Linked DNA regions of Columba livia: region 1 is linked to region 2. Evidence: chromatin contacts called from public Hi-C data. All regions are on one chromosome and are shown on one strand. The core of a region is the stretch at or near the end of the contact, and the rest is flanking DNA. Distances in the headings are between cores, read along the strand shown.

The links. Hi-C and Micro-C count contacts between places; a contact is called where the count stands out from the background.
Region 1: a Hi-C map of crop shows a contact between it and region 2, with 3 times the contacts expected there. The contact joins two enhancer-like sites. A contact is called at or near these places in 2 of 2 Hi-C or Micro-C datasets (crop and liver).

Annotation. Positions count from the first base shown.
Region 1 is chr5:36,601,081-36,607,352 of bColLiv1.pat.W.v2, reverse strand. All of the region lies in intron 9 of RAD51B (RAD51 paralog B), which reads right to left. Among named protein-coding and RNA genes, the nearest start is that of RAD51B, 190 kb to the right of the region's middle. Within about 2 kb of position 3,027, at least 2 of the 3 cell types and tissues checked have an H3K27ac peak away from gene starts, as active enhancers do.
Region 2 is chr5:36,486,632-36,492,598 of bColLiv1.pat.W.v2, reverse strand. All of the region lies in intron 9 of RAD51B (RAD51 paralog B), which reads right to left. Among named protein-coding and RNA genes, the nearest start is that of RAD51B, 75 kb to the right of the region's middle. Within about 2 kb of position 2,613, at least 2 of the 3 cell types and tissues checked have an H3K27ac peak away from gene starts, as active enhancers do.

The DNA of each region.
Region 1 (6,272 bases), core at 1,778-4,277, 110 kb before region 2:
AATGCTGCCATTGTTACATAGGCAACAAGAGCTTCACCACAGAGATTAATTACTGCAGGGAAAGGGCAAAGTGATCTTTTCCGTGCTACCTTATCACAGAGATGCTAAACTACTTCTGGCAGAGTTTCTTGTCTGTAAACATTAAATCTTCAAGTGCCGAATAAATGATGGCATTTTTAAGTTTTGCCAGACTAGTAAGGTCTGAGATCTCCAAAATGTTTCACATGAATATAAAAGAACAACTAGATGACAGTAATTTCTGGGCACCTATCACCTGGCAATACCCAGTGATTCAGAGGAGTATAGTTTACTCTATGTTTTGGCTGACTGAAGTGAACAGTCACTGAAAAGATTAGACTCTTGATTTAAACTTAGGAAAACAAAATGTTTTCCTTCCCCATTTCTTTGCTTCCTCCTTGCATCCTTAACATTAGCTACATTGAATTACAGTAGTCCTGTTTACTCAACAAATCTCTTTACAATTACATTTGAAATGGCCAAGGATCATCATCTTAAAACAGATTCAAAACAGCACCTCCTACAGACTTTGCAGTCTTCCTCTTTACAGCTCACAAAAGGTGGAGAAGCTCAGGCCGAAAAGCAGGTTGGGACTATCACTGTGTTTTTGAGTATGGAACCCACCATCTGTAACACTAGTCAGTGTGGTCACTCCTAGAGAAAGGAATACTCAGTGCTCATGACTTTACCAAGTCCTCTACCAGTGGGGAAAAATCAGTAAGAAGCAGTGATGATTTTACTTAAAGTGGGCCTATATCCTTCTCTTTAACAGCTGACCTTGATGAAAGAGTCTCCTTAGAGACTTTAAGGAAGGCTGAATTTATAATGTAAGAGCTCCTGGCAGTTTTCATCACCTCAAATTATGAAGCGATTTCCATCAGCACAGCAGACCTAGAAGGGTACATTCTGCACTGCTTCATTGGCTCCCACTTCCCTCGCAAGCTGCTCCCAGAGAATCACAGCAGGAAATTTCTCTTCTTCCAAGATGACCCTAATTTCAGCAAATCACAATCCCCTCTCCTCTCCCCATTAGTGCATGGATACAAGTACACACACACACCCCACTTGTATCTTGTGATGCAAGTGTGATACGGACTCCCTGTGGTCCCCTCCAGAGCTATTCTCTATGAACACACACACAAGACCCGCAGGAGAAGCTGCAAGGTGTTCCACGTGTTCTCATGCAATCCTCACAGACAGAAACGAAAGCCAGGTTTAGGTCAGGACAGATGATCTTAACAAAGGCAACAAGTACGAGAAGAAACAGCCAGACAAAAGGCTGATTTCACCTTTTACTGGGGGTTCCTTCCCTCAAATCAATGTAGAGGATTGCTTCCAAGCTTGGCTGGATTCAACACCAATTCCAGGTTTATCATCTGCAACAGTACTCAGAATGATTAAAGGCATTTTTTACTCTTAACTATTCCTATCAGGCAAAGATGTTCCAATTTTTATCTGCATTCTCAACAGCTCCAGGAAACATCACTCAAGTTCCTTCTATTTAGAAGCGATGGTGAGACTCATACAGCAACTATAATTAACAAATGGCCTGTTTGTAAGGCAAGCAAGACTAGCAAAAGCTCACCACATCAGTGTGCCACACACTCCACTTCCTCCTCTGCGGAGCATTTCAAAGCTTTGCTTTCAGCCCATAATACCCTACGTGATCACTGAGACACACACTGTATCCCCAGCGTGTTCCAAACTATGAAGCCAGTGCTAATGCTTTGCAAGGGGCCTCTGGACACATGCCTCAGGTCTGTGTGAGTTTATCACACACTGTTCTCTCCTTTCATTCTTCAAACAAAGTGAAATCCTTCATTTACAACAGTTAAGACAAAATAGTAGAACATATGATACTTCAGAATAATTTCAAAATGTGGCTTTTTTTAATCCATCTATTTTTGGCAAGTATAAGGAGATTAGAAAAAGATACTCAGCTCTTCTCTAACAAATGCAAACTGCAAAAATTAGGGTGTTTGAAATGTATGAAGTTTATAATGCAAGAATTTTGTGTCAACTCTGCTTCCCTCTTTTTTCTACATGCGAAGCAAAAATACTAATGCCTTGCCAGAGAGTAGGATTTAAAAAGACCTAAAGCATAGACTTCAACCATATGTTAAGGCTGACTGAATTCAAAGTGTGAGTCTTCCTGGATCAGCATTGTAGTCTACTGAAAAGATCTTATCCAGCATATTAAAGTTTCCATTTTAACTTAGATTTCAGCCTTACATCAGGCATTTCATTCAGCTTGGACAGAAGCAGAGTGGACCTGTACTCTGATGAATTTGTATGTATTTCTAGCCAGTTCACCATGATACATTTACACTAATAAAGTGACATTCGTGTGGCAAACTGTCAAGGTGCATTACTCAAAACCACCTTTTGAAATAGAGGTTTTTATACAGCAACGGAAATATTTCTTTTCACTTGAGGCCTGCAAAGGTGGGAGTGGGAGGGTGGTTCTTGGGGCTTTTCATTTGCTAGAACTCAGCTTGGGACAAAATCATAATGCAATGTTCCTTTAGGAAAAGGGCTGATTAACCAAAACCAACACCGTATTTATGCAAACTCAGATAAGGACAATGGAATTTCATACCTCAGAATATGAAGAGTTGCCACAGTCGTCATGGGAGTATTTCCCCACTCACCGCCCCACTGCAAGGACAGGGTGAGACAGGGGAGGAGCTGGTGCCTTATTCGGAGCTAAACACAATGCAAAAGACAGACAGACGGATCTGCTGTAGGAAATCTTATGTTCCTTAGTCTTTGCCATCTGGCAAGTGATCCATGGCTCATGTGAAATGAGTGGGTGGTCATGGTCCAGTTTGTACTAGACATTTTTTTGGGATCACGGAAAAACGAAACAAAACATGGCAATTGGTACCAACCGCTGCTCTTGTTAGCGGCTTTCAACAGGCAAAGGACCAAACAAAACTGAAGACTAAAGCTTCCCCTCCTACAGAACTGGTCACAAGTTCAGAAAGAAATAAACCATGTATATGAGAGGGAAAGTTTGCAATGCCTCTGGCTCTGTCATTCTGTTTGGGATAAAGAAAGCAAAGATTTCAGCCCTTAGGACAACAAGTGACTTTACCTTCCCCGTTCTGATAATTCATCCTTCTATGAATATCAACTTGAAGCTATGAAAGGCACATGAAGTTTACAGCACTGATCTCTTTTTCCGGGTACATCTGATCCTAAAGTCTTAATCTGACATTATAGGAGGTTACTATGTGGGAAAAAAAAAAAATCAAAATTAGTCTCAACAAAGAGATGGATAAACAACTAAATGCAGGACACAAGCTGGGGCATTGTTGCCAGCCTTAAATTTCTTTTATTAACAGCTGTGGAAAGTGAAAGCTCTTTTATAAAACTTTATTTATAGATGAATAACAATGCTTAACAGCAGGTTCTCCACATTATGGAATTATGTTTCAAAGGTTATCCTGCTGAAAAAGAGCCAAATACTACAGCACTTACATTGTTTCAAATTTAATACAATGCAGACTTTTCAAGCACAAATAACTTTAAAGGAAACCATATGGTAACGGCAGACTTGCTTTTCCTTAACAACCTGGAATGCTTTCGTTCTGAGCTTCAAGTTAAAAAGGGTTCAGGACTAGATACGTACAACATTCCTTTCATTTCAAAGAAGAACACTCATTTAGCATCTGGTGATAGTGTGAAACGGCACCATTAGCTAATTTTAATTCAATACAGCAACTCACTGAGCAACTCCAAATCATTCTTCGGCCATGACTGAGCAACAAAAGCAAACCCTAACTCCTGTTTGCTCAAACAGCATCAAAGCAGCTACAAAAAGGCAAGCTAGATTGTACTCTGTTTCCAGCATCAGTGAACAAATATTGACATAATATTTATTTTATTTTAAAGCTTATAATTTTGAAATAAAGGATTTAAACAAATAATCTTTTGAGGTCTCGACAGCTTTCCTTTCACAAACCAAAACTTATGTGGGAGCACTGTCTGAGTATCCAGACACAAATGCTAATCTGACTAAATCTATAAGATAAGGAAAATAAAATTATTTTTTCCATAACCTCTTTAACATTTTAATCTCAGACATTATTTGTAACGACTGTGGAATAAACATTTACAGACCAAAGTTAGAGTTTGGTTTATGGTCCCCCTCCACTTCTCCAGCTTTCTGGGATACACCTGGCTTCTCAGGATCCCAGGGGGAGCTTGTAATACCAGTGGAAAAAAAAGGGCATTCACAGACTTGCTGACTACACATATTTGACACAGAAGGTCACGCATAGGGGGGATCGTGATTTTTTTTCATGATTGCTTTTCAGTATATAACCGCACATTTAAAATCTTCACAGTCAACGTGTACTGCAGAATTCTAGATGTAATAAGAACGAAAAGTTACTAGCACAGCGGAATGGTTAAATCTACACAGAAATGTAATGTACAAATACACACAACTATTCACTAAAGAAAACTTAGCAAAGGCAAGGATGCGTTAAGGTAAAATTATTGTGGTTTGCTTAGCTATGCTTTCTTTTGTTTTGGCAGAGCAGTATAAAGTCCTGAATCAACAGGAAACCTCTTTCATCCATCTGATGATACGTATCAATGATGAAGCCTTTCAGAGGACATTCCGTATTTCTCAGTGCTTAAAATACATTGACATTTTGACAATAAATATTCTTAACCTATGTTAGTCCAGGAACAGCAGACAACTAGAAGCCCTGGCAAAGCTGGTCAAAACCTGTCTAGGCCTGATCATCAGCAAGAAGACCGCGACTTCCTTTCATTTCCCCCCAAGTCCTTTTTAGAATAGAGCTGCAATGGGGCTGCCACACAAGCAGGCGCGTTGGTGGCAGCTTCACCCCAACGCCAGCAGGGAGGTGTGGGTAGGGGCACAGGGCCCTGGCTTGCTGGGAACACTGGGTGCTTCTGGGGGCTGCTGGTTCGGGTCTGCCTGTGCGCACCGCAGCTCTGCCTGCAGCGGCATTGCAGGTGTACCGTAAACGTACTGATCGTGACATCAAATCTGTTAGAGTCACATATTTCAAAAGCAGTAGTTTTTCCTTTGAAACCATTAATTCTAAAGGAGACACAAAATATATATTGTTAATGTCCTGAGAGACCATACCGTTATCTGAACTCAGTCAAGGAAAAACAGTGTTCACATTTGCACGATGTATTTTTTCAACTTCCAAAAATAATTTCTTCAAATCTCATTGGACAAGATTAGAAGATTTCATGACTGATTTGTCAACCATGAACCAAAATATTTTTTTAAATAAATAACAAGATTTATAATTGAATACTAGGGAACTCAACTTGTTAAAGCACAAACAGCTTTTCTGAAGTCATCAGACTTAGCTGGTAAACAGTTTTTAACCAATGGGCAAAGCAGGAGTACAGCACAATTACTGTAAAACTTGATTAGGTTCTGAAGAACAAAAAACAAACAAACAAACAAACAAAAAGAACCCCAAACCCCAGCAAGACGAAGCTGTTGAATCTCTTGCCAATATTAACATGAAGCAGTGCTCAGGAAAAGAAGGGTAAAGGAAGGTCATTGACCTGCTCTCTGCTGTCTATACTGTTTTCTGGGGCTTTTTCTTCCCTTTAGGCACATGTGCAAAAATTAAGCATGGGTATTTCTTGACTTCAACAAACTGCTCATACTATCTCTGGTTCTTCCAAACCCCACTGAAGTCCAGGGTAATCACTGTCACCAGCTGGAGAGAAAGCACTTTTTAAAAGTCATTTTAGTATCTAAAATCACTCATATAGGAACTGGCTTTTCGTTGAGGAAATGTGTTAATGGCTTTGGATAAAAAAACACAGCATACCAAGAGCTGTTACACTGATACCTTAATTTCTACAGGTCTCTCATCCCAAAATAGGAAACTACACAGATCTAGTTTCATAGACCTCCTGTAGGCTGGGTTTCCACTAACGTTTTACATTAGTATAATGTGACGCTGATGCCAAATGGAAGATTCTCGTTTAATTTGCATTCTGTTCCCTTGAAGGCAGACAAAACATGAGCAGCTTATAAAAAGAGAGAATGGTGCTGATTTTTCCAGGAACACTGTCTACTTAAAGACATTATGGAATAACGACCTCAAAAAAGTGGCAAAATAAATAGACATTTTATAATTTTAACACCTGGATGTTATAGGATGATTCCTGTGTATAAACATAAGTTCTCTAATGTCACTGAAGTGTAGCAACACGTGGGGTTGGAGGAAAGCCACTTTTCAACA
Region 2 (5,967 bases), core at 1,364-3,863:
AGAGGTCACATCACAAATGGTCCAATGGAGTAAGCAAGACTAGAAAAAAATACATGAAGAAACTGTATTAGAGAATAGGGCTGTAAACAACAGATTACAAAACCAAACAAAGGCAAAATGTTTAAAGGTAATCTGGCACTACATATTTATGATTCAGACTGATCATGTCCTGCCCATTTGTCTTTTTAAAAATTCAACAAACTCAAGGAAGGACTTGGAGAGGGCCTCCTTGTACTGAAAAAGAATTTATGCATGTTTTACTTCCTTCTAGGTCTATGTAACTGAAAGCAAAATCTTTGAAGCTGCTCCTTCAATGAAATGTGCCTGTTTCCACAAACAGCCAACTCTGTAACTGAGGCTTTCTTTCCTACACCATAAAATTAATGACTCAAGTGCCATCTACTGTGTCTGCACTCAAATGCGGTATTTCTGTGGACAACAAATGGAAGATAGTGCCAAAAACATCATATAGAAATAAGCCATCGATTTTACGCCGCCAAATTTGATACTATATCTTCAAGTATTGTCCTCCGTACAGATTAACACACATGCTATGCTCAGAATTCTAGGCAGTAACCTCTGAAGTACGGAATCCAAGTTAACATCATGATCTAAAGCAGATCTTCAGATTATCAATTAAATTTTTAAAAGAACAACAACAAGACATAACAAAGATTAACCTGTTTTTCCTCTCAATTATGCTTTTGTCATAACATCCTGTTTTCTTTCACAAGATCAAGGAAATCAGATTGGGGGGGGGGGGGGGAAACAAACTTACAGCAAACACCAGAAAAACAGCATTTGCCAAGAGCCACTAGGTAAGTGTCATGCAAATAACACTGCGTTTTGCTACACAGGGGTTTGGAATAGAAAACACATGGTATCTCAAAAATCCCTGGTTTATCAGATCTTGCCTCCTAAGTGCATTGCTTTATGAGGGGAGAGTTCCAACACTTCTCTTGAAGGAAACTTCTTATAGAAAAACACAAGCAGAAAATTACAGAAAAATATAGCTTGGACATATCTGCTATTTCATGACATACAGAACTCTGCATCGAAATTGCTTCACTTTAGCAGTCAAAATACTGAAGATAGGTGTCCTTGCAATGCTGCATTAAAGGTTGCTGGTGGATTCCTTTCAGCTTTGTTACATCCTTTTCTATCACGTTCTATTAAAGAGGAAATTCACCCCCCCTTTTCTTCCCAAGCCCCTCAGCACTCAGAGAAAGATAAGATTTGGGGCCAGAATTACCACCACCTGCATTATTAACTGCAGACTACGGGAACAGTTCCGCTAGGATATTAGGGGTAGGGACCAGTCTGCAGGGAGCAGCAAATCAGCTTCTAACGCTTGCTTATTCTGCTGTAACTGCAGACATGTGGGCAACAGAGGAAACGAAGCCAGGGCCACAGAGCTATAACCTCCCTCTGCAAACACAGGTCCCTCCATTTGTAATAGATGGAAGAAACAGAAAAAGCCTCTCAAAGCCTCTCCTCTAATGTGAATGTTGCTCTTTCCAAAACAGCTCCCTCTCCAGCTTTACTGGCACATAAAGAGGAATAATACACAATCCTTTAAAAACAAAACAGCCACTCTATCACTATGACCACAGTGAACCACAAACACCCAAAGATTTTAAGTGTCCAAGGGAATTCAAGCCCAGAGTTGGAAGAGAGGCTATATTCAAGTGTCATCGTGTTCAGCATTCCTTTGAATATCAATTTTTTTAGTTCAAACTTCTACATAGTTATCAAGTAACAGAAAGAATTCATCCAGACTAATAAAATATAAATGGTTGCCTCCTACTTCTTGGTTCTAAAATAAACACCACAATCAGCACATGTGATTAAATTAAACTTCGTTTCCAAACTAAACGCTGTGTCATGCACACAATGCGGGGTTTAAAATACCCCAAGAATTCTGAGGGGGTCACAAGGTATATAAAGGCAAACATAAGACCAATTTACAAAGGAAATCTGACAGAGAAGCATAAGGGGCAGGGCAGGTGGAGGCTTGCTATTCTGGAGGAAAACTAGTACAAGACGGTGCACACCTGGTTGTCCTTCAGCACTGATTGCCACTGTATCTCAAAACACACACCGCTAGGAGGAGGTTCCTGCACACATCTCAAAACCAAATTATTCTGACGTACTCTAGTGTCTGTTTGTAAAAGCACCATGCTATGAATAATCAAGTGTTTGGTCTGAGCTGCCAACGGCCGTTTTCCCTATCAGCTGTGTTTTGGATTTCATGCTCATTGCCAGAGGGTTCACAGCTTGGAAATACATGTAGGTCATGTGAAAAACGCTTTATCACACTTTTGTTCTCAGGTCGTATTCTGCAATAGAGGGTAACATTTCAGAATGTTTTCCAACTGCCTCATCTTCAACTGAATTCACCTTACAAAGATGAACTATGATGGAACTAGAAGAGAGTTGCCAATGCTCTGCCAGTTCCCCTTCACCCACCCCAAACTGCATAAAGCACTTCTCATCTTTCTGCTTTCGGGCTCCTGCGCAGTCCCACCAAGGTGGCCTGAGCCTGACACGTAGAAGTTGTTGCAGTTCTAGGTCTGATTTAGCAATATGCTCTGGCAGTATCCATCACCCCGGCCTGTACTGCTTCGGTACTCCAGGGCCAATCTTTTCATGATTCCGCCAATACAGCTCAATTTTGATTTCCAAGCCACCACCTTTGTCTTCTAGTTCTGAACTTCTGAGCATCACAGTCAAACAGCTTCCAACCACAAGGACTGGAAAGAACAGAGAACGATAGCATTTCCGAGGGAGAAAAGGATCCTGTCACCCCAGCATCTGAGCTTTCAGTTTCTGCCAAGCAACAGGCCAAAAGCCAATAAGAACTTTGTAAAGCAAAGTTCCTTTTGCTTTTGGGTGATGAAAAGGCACCACCTCGTGGATGCTGCTCTGAGAAAAAGGCTTCAGCAACTGGCAGAAAAAATTCCAGTACAGCCCTTTCCCAGTTCTGTCTATGAGAGCAGAAAAGGTTTGTATAATGAAAAAATTACCACTAAATAACAAATATCAGGGCATGTTTCAGCCAATAAAGTATTCTGGCTAACTAAAGGGGGTAAATCAAGGCTTTGTTATATTTGATCTCAAAGTGAATACTGAAGTTCCTAAACTAAACTAACTATGCAAGATCTTAAGAGGAAGGAATTTATCTTGTAACATGCAACAGTAAGCCTCTCCACTATCCCACTTACATTTATTATTTCTCCAGCAAGTACTTACTGAAGGATCGAAATTAACATGCTTGATTTGCACATAGAAATTATATCATCTTTCCATAAGCAATAGCCAAATAGCAGTCACAGTCAAAAGCACATTTAATTAGGCACTGTGTAAAATACACAGCCACTACCTTTGTCTGAAATAAAATACCCAAAATTGCTATAGGACAGTATGTTGGAAGCTAGAATAAGAATACTGTACTTACTTCAGTTGGTGAAGCAAACAATATCTCCCAGAAATAGAATCCTTTATCCACAGGCCTTTTCATTAAAGCTGCTTCTTCCTTTGCATGTTAAACTTGGACCAGGGGAGATACCAGACAACACAGCTAAGAACATAACCCAAACAACTTCTAGTTCAATGTCTAGCTACTACAAAATATGTCCTCCTATCAAAAGACCACAAACACATCCTGAAAAGTGATTCACAGAACATAAATTAATGACAATGAGTTGATGGAATACAAAGCGAATAACAGAACACACTTCAGAATATTTACACACTGAGTATTTGGAAAGTATGGAAAGCAGAAAATGCCCGTGAATCATCTTTTAAAAGCTAATTGACTCTTTTGTATATCATCTCTATACTTCACCAACATTGCCAGAGCATTTTAGCCAATTACACAGAATAAGCAACCAAAAACCCCAAAAGAACATAAAATCTCCTTGCAGTTCCTGAAAATGTTTCCATATTAGTATTTTCATGTAAATGCTAATACTTCAATGTCTAAAATGATGAAGAAAAATTAAACTGAATTGCAATGAGTTAGAGCACAGGGAATTAATTCTGCCTTCAAGTTCTGATGATTCAAAAGTCAGTGCCTCTAGTTTCAGTATAATTAGAGACCCTGTATGACATTTATTTGCTTGCAAATCACTTGATATCCTTATATTTCATTATAATAACACAGAAAATAAATCTGGGAATCACAGAATGGTTGGGTTTGGAAAGGACCTCTGGAGATCATCTAGTCCAACCCAAAAGAAGACCTGGTACATTTAAGTTCAGTCTTAGTTCATACAGCTGAAAAACAAATCTGTTATCCAATTAGTACATTCTAGTGATACAAACAGACAAATCACAGCAGGACATTCAGCAGCAGCACTACCACACATGCTGAAACAACATTACCTCCTCCTTCTAAACCTTCTCAACTGTTCATTCCCACCACAGTTAAGTCCCCAAGTCCTCTGTGCCATTCCAGCAAAATGCATCTGCATCAGCACCATAAATGTAAGGAACCAACTACTATGACAGGACAGGATTATGCTTCAAGGTCTCAAAAGATAGGAGAAATAATTGCAAAAAATAATTTTTAAAAGGCAAGGTGGCGGGGCAGGGAGGAGAAGAAGTGAAGTGGGAGATGCAATTCCAGAAAGCACAAGCTGCTACCAGGATAACTATATTTAAAAACAAAGAGCAGTTAGCAACAGGTGTTCTTTACAAAAGGATGTAGGGGCTACAGTCGAATACAAAGGAACAAGTCAAGATGCAAGGATATTGTGTTTAGGTGGAATTTTTTAGAAAAAAAAAACCCTGAAAGACAACTTCTCAGCTGGATAGTTCCCCACTCCATTCACTATATGGGTGCTCAAATGCTTCTGTGAGAAGAAAAAAGGTAACATAAGGTGTATATTCACGGGTGTATAAATACATATATATATACAAACATACATATAAAAGCCCACAGCATTGTCGAAATGTTACTAGTGAAATTTCACCTTAAATCACAAACAAAATATTATCAAGTCTAAGTATGACACCATCTGAATCTGTCAGCCACCCACATTTCCATTCCAATTGACCATAACAACATGGTTCTGCTTGTTTCAGAAAAACATATAAAATCCAAGAAATTCAACAGTGACTAAAAAGGCACCATAAATTCACTGCTGTTGTAAAGAATGTGGATAACATGCCTTGAACAGATAAAATGAAGAATACACAAAAGTGGAGTGGAAAAAAAGACTAGCGAGAAATTAACACAAAAAGGTGTAACTTTAAATTATGCTGCCAATTTCTTCACCATTTCCACGGAAAACTCAGTCCTGATATTGAAATTAGATTTAATATTGTGACTGGTATAACAAGATTTAGATTTTAAGGTGTCTTTAAACTGGATTCTTATCCCCTTTTTAGAGGGGATAAGAGAGAGGAAAAAAAAACATGAAAGAAGAAATAGTAATCACCTACAAAAGAGGACTCCATTTGGAGATCTCTCTCTGAGCTACATACTGAAGTAAAGGAAGAAGAAAACCTTTAGAAGACAGACGTTCTCAGCTGCTTCATACAACAGATGAAACACCAAGGATATGCATCAACCATGGTGATGACAGCAAAAACTTGAGAGGTTTCAACAGTGCCAGTTTTCGGTTCCAATTGCTGCAAAATTTGGTGCAGAGAGGGGAAGGAGTGTCAGTTTTCTGCTTCCACTTCAGCACCAACAAAACAAACTATCAGCTGCCCCCTATACAAAATGTCTTACAAGTATTTCTATTTAACACAATATTCTGTTGTCTTTATTCTTCTTTTAGAACTTCCACAAGGCTACACTAGGAGAATGAATCATCCAAAAATCCATTAATGATCAAGCATGTCAGTACTGTGTACTTCAGTACATCACTCACATGCAAAGGGATGCAAATGACCACAAGTGTTTGGTGTCTTACAGTAAACTACAAAACAGCAATTTAAACATAAAATAAATTTTCA